2 separate regions of the Zea mays genome follow, and region 2 is linked to region 1. Evidence: chromatin contacts called from public Hi-C data. All regions are on one chromosome and are shown on one strand. The core of a region is the stretch at or near the end of the contact, and the rest is flanking DNA. Distances in the headings are between cores, read along the strand shown.

Region 1 (4,230 bases), core at 71-2,570:
TTGGTCTGCGAGTACTTATCCTGCACCGGCATGAAGGGCGCTTCACCGTCATGTAGGCTCTGCGCATCGACTCTGTCGACGTTGATCTCCTTGGAGACGATCGGGATCTCGGCCAGCGAAGTGTTGTCGAACCCTTTCACTGTCTTCTTTTTCCTCCGCAGCGAAAGGCACAACGCAATGACGAGCAGGATCGCCATGACTATCCCGACGGCGATGGCAATCAGCTGCCATACTCTCAGCCGGAACACGGGCGTCGTTCCTGACAGCGCCGCGCTGACAGAGTTGTTGGACGACGACATATCCTTGGGCCTGTCTGATGAAGATGAACAGGCTACGCGAGAGGTTGCCTGCCCCTGATTCAGAACCTTGTCCTGGTTTGACAAAGCAATTTACAAACTTATCCCAACCGCTTTATTTACCTGCGCAAGAAAGGAAAAAAGAAAAGGTACGTTAGCCAACTCAGGGACCTGAAGCTGCACATGAGCGGAACTACAGGAGGAAAAGGGCAAATTTTGTCTGGAGAAGAAAGCTACGCATCCTCTGAGAGCACGGTTCGGTTCCACTTCCATGTGAGCGGGGAGGAAGCACGCAGGAAAGGAAACTAAATCAAACAGCGGAATAATGGACGCGACATGCCGAGCATACAGGGAATTCGGAAGAAGATAATCCGGTCAAGGGACAATGTACAGGAATTAGGGGCCCTGTCGACATCAGAATTCAGAACACACCACAAGACAAGGAGTCGTCGACACACCTAAACGAGAAACGAAGCACAGCAAGAGGAAATCACCTTGGCAGCACCAGCACCTCGCATCAAACCCCATTGAAGGAGAACTCCATGACGAGCTCCCCTATGCGCGCCCTCAGGCCTCAGTCAGAACTGGAGAGAGGCCAGGCGCCTTACTGTTCCGGCTTGCTGGCAGTGGCGCCGGAATGCGGAGCCTGGACAAGGGCGAGCGGCTTTTGCTCCGTGGCGAAAGAGGAGAAACCGGCAAACCCAGCACGGCGCGCACCTGCGTACATGAAGGAGAGAGGGGGGGAGTAAAGGGGAAGCAAAGGGAGGGGGGAGGAGGAGGAGAAGGGGTTGCAGTATTTTGTAATTAAAGGTGTGAAGTGGGGCAACGAAAAAGAGGAAGGCCATTAAGAGGAGGGTGGATTTAATTAAGAAATTTAAGATTAGCGAGGAGGGATTGGATTAATGGTGGAGATGGTTGAGGATGGACTGCATGTGGCGGGTGAGCCGGGGGAGTCAAACGTGTGCAGGGGGCTTCGCTGGCGGGCGGCGGCTGCCCCATGGAAAGCAGCAGAATGGAATGCCACTTGTATCGCCGAGACCACACTACGATTACTAGTACTATTTTTTTAAAAAAAAAACGTGGATTCAGCCTGTTTTGCTATAATGACGTGGAACTGCGTATTGTTAATAAGACATATGTGTATGAAAAATACCACGCGCGCACGCTTCTTGTACTTGTGACCTAGTGTACATGTCCTTTTTATTTTCTCAATGAGCGTCACTAGAAGTGTGTGTCTAAAATGGGCTTATTAAGTCTATCTCTAGAATCTTACTCATTCGCATCTCTTATTCTAAACTCTACTTTGTAAATAATGTATTCTACATTGCAAAACAGTGGTTTGCACGGCTATATATACGATTTGTTGACTGTAGCTTAAGGCCTCCTTTAAAACACAGGAATGTAATAGGAACTATATAGAAACTTTACAGGAAAAATGTAAAAAATGGTTAAAATTCCATATGTAGCTTAAGGCCTCCTTTAAAACACAGAAAGTTTGTTAAGCGTTGAACATGAAAGCTATATGGAAGTATAAAATGGTTCAACACAAAGTAATGGCGGGGATATTCCATAGTATAGTCAGTTAGATATGAGTATTTGGGATACCACAATGGTATGAGAAAGCAAACATGGTTGACATTGGATAATGAGACATGAGTTGATGAATTGGAGAAGTCTCATGCATAGATGGTTTGTTATGACAAAAGAACAGAAGACATGAAAGAAGGATGAATATGATTATTGATCATATCGTAAGAAGATGGATGTTCAATGTAAACTCAAGATGATGTGACTTAAAGATAGCTTGACAAACTCAGAGGAAGAGCTTCGTGGACTAAGCAAAGATAAAGTTCGAGCAGAGGGCCGAGGGACCATAAGTGACTAAATTTGCATTTTCTACGAGATTTTCCCCTCTATCTCTCTGCAATTAGGGGTGATCTTGTCTTTATACATAATAATTAATGCTCTTTAGTTCGTTTTAGTCTCTAAAACCAAACAAGTTATTTTAAGGACTAAAGTTTAGTTCCTAAGTTTAGCAAGGCGACTAAAGAATTTAAACAGCGCCTTAGTTTGGTTGCAAAACATTTTTTAAGTATTTGACAGAGCCTTAGATTTTACCTTTTTGTTTTTAAAAACTTCTAGTTGGATGGAACAAACCTTCTATTTGTTAAACCATAATATTGTAAAAAAATGTTTTTTGGTGTATTAAATAAAATCTGCAGGCCTACGGTATTCGATCTGTTTTCACTTTTCATCCGGAAATGAAATAAGTTGCTGCTGAAGCCTGAAGAAGTGGAGAACAATTAGAATGAAATATCTCAGATCACACAAAGTTAGCTCACGAGTCACGACGAGAACGGTAGCTCAACTGCGCTGCTTACTTGCTTTTCATCAGATTTTGTCGATATACTGGAGCCAATAAATTTATATAAAGCCACACACATGTTATACTTGCTCGTGTCTTAGAATAATCGCTTGTTCAAAATAAACAAATGCATAAATAAAAGAAGTCAGCTGTGGTCGACCTTGAACGAATCAGGTACGGCGTGCCCAAGATAGAATAACCACATATATTTTGTGTAAACCACTAGTAAAAAAAACTTTATGCTTGCAGGAAAGTCTAATTTCTATGTATAGTTTCGAACGCCAATAAAAAATAAAATGCTGGCCCGACTTAGGAAACTGTTAGTGATGGACAACAAAACTGTAATCTAAACACAAGTAAGGGGGTGTTTGGTTACACCCCGCTAAAATTTAGCTCATGTCCCATCGAATGTTTGAACCTCCGTTCCGGGTATTAAATGTAGTCGAATTATAAAACTAATTTGTCAGCCGAAAATTAAAAGACGAGACGAATCTAGTCCAGTTGGTTGGGTCTATATTTCATACTCCTATTTAAAAGTCAAACGCTTAATGTGACCCGGGCTAAACTTTAGCAGGAGCAACCAAACATCCCCTAAGTGAAACAGGAGGCTAAACATGACGGTGAGGTTAGGGATTAGATTGCCACTAGACTCGTGGCGCGCGTGAATTTTGCAGAAAAAAAACTGCGACTTGCCACCTCAAGATGGACGGGTGGGCCCTCAATGATTAAAATATTTTATTTTGCTGTTTTAAAACCCGGTTTGTAGTTTCTAAAAAAAATTGTACGGTTTTTATACCAATCGCGAGTGAAAATGATTTCTATTGTCGATTGTCTTACTCTACCGCTAGTGGAAATTGATTTTCACTAGCGGTTCTTAATTAACCAGTTGTTAAAAAATGTTTTCTATTGGCTCCTACCATCGTCAATAATAATAGGTTACAAACCGTCTCTATATAGCTTTTTTTTCCAGTGAACTAATCTCTACTACTACTTATGTGTATAGTGTAGGCGTCCACACCTCAGACGTTCTGCCGCTGGAGCACCCCGCCCCGCATCCTGCGACCTTCAATCCATGCACAATTCCCGCTCCCCACCGTATCGGCCTCGCTCGCGCAAATACGCAGGCCTTCAATCAAGGCTCCGGGCAAGGTTTCCATCGTTGGCGAAGCACCAACCTCCATCCTTCTCCACGCTCTCCTGGAAGATCCATGGTTTACGGAGAAATCGCGCCTCCCTAGACGTCCACCAGGGGCTACACCATGACCCCGCCCCCTCTCCCACACCGCCCGCCAGCCTCCATCGTCGATGGAAGGGCGGGATCTCCGCAATCCGCAGGCCCCTGCCCCCGCAAATGCCGCCATGGATGGCGGGTGCAGCGGATTTTGCCTCCATCCCGCTTGGCCCCCTCCGCGCACAGCCAGCCACATGCCCGCGCATGGCGGATCCGCCTCCCCCTCCGCCAACGAGCATGCGCCAGCACCCGATCCTCGCTCGCTCAGCCATGCCCTCGCTCGGCCCCTTCCGCGCACGCGCAAACCACCGTTCCCCCGCCTGCTCCACTGATCCCCA
Region 2 (4,433 bases), core at 1,465-3,964, 550 kb before region 1:
TGTTAAGCAAGCCGAAAAATATTAGAGAAGACAGTAGATAACTTACGTGTTCTTGATTGTCAAAACTTCATCCATTGGTTTTCCCTTCACCCATTCAGTAGCTGCAAGGATAATATAATCAACATTGCGCATTAAGCAGCATTTTGTTTAATTAGGGATGACTGATGAGGCTCTTCACGGAATCAAGATTCAGGAATGCTTCTGGCTTGTAAGATACAAGAACCAGCAGGTCCACTCTTCTATGCAAGACAAGATGATACTTAACACTCATTTAATATAATAGTAATAAAATAACCTATAACACAAAAAATAAGGTAAAAACCTCATGTCCCACATTCCAGATTATCTTCCCATCACTTAGGACTAAATAAATCGAAGTTTCAACTGGCAACTTGGTTCCCATGGTTGTTGGCTTACAAGTCACACAGTACAACAGAATGTCCACATTTTGTGATTCACAGCAATATCATTCATAAGAACAACTCACTCTCAAAATCATCATTTGGAGCTACATAAAAATTCCTTTATATATCTTTTCACTCTCCAAGAGCTTTTAAATATAATGTGCACACGCTAGAGAGTCATTTTCACTATCTATCTCTGGCTAGCAAGAAATTCAAAATAGAGGATGGCTATATTTGGATAACCACTTAAATAAGCTGTTGGAGGGTATTTGTCTATCAAAATCTCTATTCCTAACAATTAGAAAGGATATATAGTCTCTTAGAATTACTCTAATAATGCAGGAGGTTAGGTATTATATGCATAATATCATCAAACCAATGACTTAAAAGTTGCCTGATCATTCTGTTGACTATTTCATTATTTGCAGGATTATCTTCCTAGACATTTCCATAGTACCCTTCCATTACTAAGTTAGTAAGAACATCAAAACCAGGGCACATTGTCTATCATATCTGAACCAATTTGGTTCAGCAACTAATAAAAACTATATAAACTACAAGCATCTGAATCTACTGATTGAAATAAGAACTTCTCTAACTACACGACTATCATTTTTGTTAGGGTCAATTGGAAACATGCCACTTAAAATTTTGAAAAATTGGAAACTAGTTTATTTTCATGTCACTCCATGGCATCAAAATAAAATTGCCGTCTAATTTTGTAAAAGTTGAGTGGCATGTATACAATTAACCCTTTTTATTAATATTAAGATGTAACTTCTAGATCCTACATGGCCATTCTCCTTGATAATTACAAAAAAAAAAACAGCATAAAAAGGCAGACCCAATCCCGTTGACTCCCACATGAGTGGGGTTTGGGAAAAGGATAAACTGATGCAAGCTTTTTCCTACAAATGCGGGGAAGCAGCTTTGAACCGTGACCTGATGACTCAGTGAGACAACTCTCAACATCAACACTGCACCGGGCCTCCCCTTTTGGACAACTACAATCCAGAAAATCATGCAAGAACCAGAATCATAACAAAACACTCAGCATACACATTTATTAGCTCTAAACTAGCAGATCTGATATAAAAAATATTTCAGCATTAACCATATGATGAGTATGCAAGTCATATGGAACTTCTTTGTCATAAAACTTATCTGTAGCTAAAATGGTCGCATCACACATGTCTAAAATTGAACACAACTAGTCAATTATTTTCTAGTTACATTGCTTTTACTATAGATCTAGATATATGTAAGCGCATAGTAAAACCTACATAGTTAGAAAAGTCAAAATTTCTTATAATTGGAAGGGTGGGAGTAGGTCCAAAGCACCAAAAATAAAATGATTGCATCGCATATGTCTAAAATTCAACACAACTAGCCAGTTTAGGTCTAAAGCACCAAAATTAGGCAAATTGAAACGAAACAGCAATACAGATGAAATTTAGCAGTACAGTCGATATATCTGTACCATCACAAATCAAATTGATTACTTACAAACTGTACCTCACATAGTCCCCGAAAAAATGGCACATATAAGAAACACAATACTAAGCTAGCTGCAATTCATCTTTCTCTACAAATGACCTCCACAATCGAAATAAAGGCATCAGGATGACTAGATAACCAATTAGTGATGTGACTCAATTCAGAGGTTACAATTCATCTTTATCTGCAAAAGGTCTCCACAATTGGAATAAAGGCATCGGGATAACTAGATAACCAATTAGTGATGTAACTCAATTCATAGAAAAAAGGAGGACTGAGACTACACTATACGCTACACCCGAACCACCTAGGAGGAGGCGAGAGGAACTCCAGACGTGGTGCTAGGGCTGAGGAGGCTCACCGACGGACGAGGACGCTATGGCGGAGCCGCAGCCAAAAGTCTTGAAGCAGGCGTCGACGATCTTGCCGGAGTTCTCGTCGACGCGGATCTGCAGCTTCATGACGTCGCCGCAGGCTGGCGCGCCGACCAACCCAGTGCCGACGTTGGGGTCGTCCTTGTCGAAGGAACCTACGTTCCGCGGGTTGTTGTAGTGGTCCACCACCCGCTCGTGGTACGCCCTCACCCCCGCCGCCGCCGCGGCAGGACCCGCCTCGCCGGAGGCGCCTGTGCCCAGGCCGAGCCGACGGAGCCCCGGGGCGAGGAGCCGCCTGCCTCCCGCTCGCAGCATCGCCGACAAACCTGGAGTCGCCTCTGGATTCTTCTGCTATTTTCAGCTTCCGGATTGGAGCGGTTTTCTTTTCTCTGCGTTGTTCACAGAATTGTGGGCGTGGTTCTATTTGTTGTGCGGCGGTGAGGAGACGGGATCCTGTGCGGTAGGGCTGGCTGAGATGTGCACGTGGCGCGGTATTTGTGGACCGAACCATTGTGCGGTGTGCTGCTGCGGCCTGTAGGGGATCCCGCCGCTGTGCAGATTGGGGACGCGACTCTAGGTGCTCGGAGGCCGGAGCAGAGAAAGGGAAAGGGCAAAGCGTCAGAATAACCGGGCTTCCTTTGTCAAATTTGGGCCTCGTCAGCAGTTGCGTCACGGCCCACCGCAAATCCTTTCTTTCGACGGGTGGGCCATAGGCAAGGAAATGGAATTAAAAATCAAAACAATAAAATAAGGAAGAAAACTATGAAATTTTCTCCTCTGTGCCATAGAATACGTGTGTAAATCAGCAAGCGAAACTCAAGTAAAGCCAGCTTTCTGCCTAGAATGAGGAAGAAAACCATGAAAAGTTTCTCCGCGCTACTCGTAAGAAGCACGAATGTTGAAGCGCATATATAATTATTAAGGATCTCCCTCCTGCCCGGCCAGTGAAGGCAAAGGTGAATCAAATACATCAAGATTTACTTTTCATTGATCTGAATTTTCATGCAAAATACATTTATCGTGTATATATGAAAATTGATTGGAGTGAAAATGATTATCGTCCGTCTCCTCAATGTAGAGTAAGCATAATGATCCAAGTTGGGTGGGGTGGGGGGATCAGTAAAATAATTGGCCAGTTCAGCAAAGAGCTGAAACTCAAGGTTTGCGTGGGAACTTGGAGAAATCTGGGCGTCGTCTCTCCATGTACGCGTTCTTCCCTTCCTTTGCCTCCTCCGTGCCGTAGAATATTAGCGTGGCATTCCCGCCAAGCTCCTAGAGCAGAAGCGCCATCAGTAATGCAACATGCAGATAGAAGCTCACCAGCAGCAGTTCCAACTTCCAAGGGAAGGGTTAGCATTTTGGCAGGCTTTACCTGAAGGCCTGCATGGCCATCATCTGCCGCGTTGAGTGCAGATTTCAGCACGCGAATAGCCATGGGGCTGTTTCTTAAGATCTGACGGCACCATTTGACAGTTTCCTGCTCCAGTTCAGCAAGCTAGTGTACAGAAGCGTGTACTTGTCAGTGGATCGGCATGACTGAAACAGTTTGGTTTTTAGTAATTGACCCTGGATTCAGCGCTTACCGGTACTACGGTGTTCACGAGTCCCATTTTGTCAGCTTCGTCAGCTGTGTAGAACCGTGACAGAAACCACATTTCACGGGCTCTCTTGGGTCCAACCTGTCCATGAGAAATATATAATTGGAGCAACAACAGCATGCTGTTTATGTATCACGAGCATGTCGATAATATGAAATGGAATAGCGTACAAGTCAACTTTTAAGAATGTGTTATTAAGAATAAAAACTTTTGAGTATTGAAGGTGTTTCTTTTCAAAGTGTGTGAGGAATAATGCGACATTTTCTACTACCTCACTAGATTGATAGTATGATAACTCACCAACCGGGACATTATCGAAGATCCATAACCAGCATCAAAGCTTCCAACCTGTGATAGGAGTTACAGATTGGGATGTTAAAATACACTGCAAGTATATAGTTTTAGCGAAAAGACAATAAGGGATTGATTAATGAACACAGAAAAGGTAACCCTGCTATGAACTGATTATGTAAAATACGATGTTTCACTTTATTGGTATTATCTGCATCCTCGGTAATCACAAGATACAGAATAGAGCAAAAATATCACCTTGGGCCCTG

Evidence for each region. A called contact is a pair of places that touch in the nucleus more often than the background predicts.
Region 2: a Hi-C map of tassel shows a contact between it and region 1, with 3 times the contacts expected there. The contact joins the promoter of LOC100280542 here to the promoter of LOC103651392 in region 1. A contact is called at or near these places in 2 of 25 Hi-C or Micro-C datasets (ear and tassel).

What each region holds. Positions count from the first base shown.
Region 1 is chr3:216,796,028-216,800,257 of Zm-B73-REFERENCE-NAM-5.0, reverse strand. It overlaps LOC103651392 (probable receptor-like protein kinase At2g42960), which reads right to left and starts at 1,320. Exons shown (of 8, transcript XM_008677029.3): 1 at 791-1,320; 2 at 1-419. The coding sequence starts at 299.
Region 2 is chr3:217,344,621-217,349,053 of Zm-B73-REFERENCE-NAM-5.0, reverse strand. It overlaps LOC100280542 (nifU-like N-terminal domain-containing protein), which reads right to left and starts at 2,714. Exons shown (of 3, transcript NM_001153461.2): 1 at 2,263-2,714; 2 at 47-101. The coding sequence starts at 2,590. LOC100304279 reads right to left here. Exons shown (of 9, transcript NM_001165722.1): 5 at 4,423-4,433; 6 at 4,174-4,221; 7 at 3,859-3,954; 8 at 3,648-3,770; 9 at 3,243-3,547. The coding sequence ends at 3,431.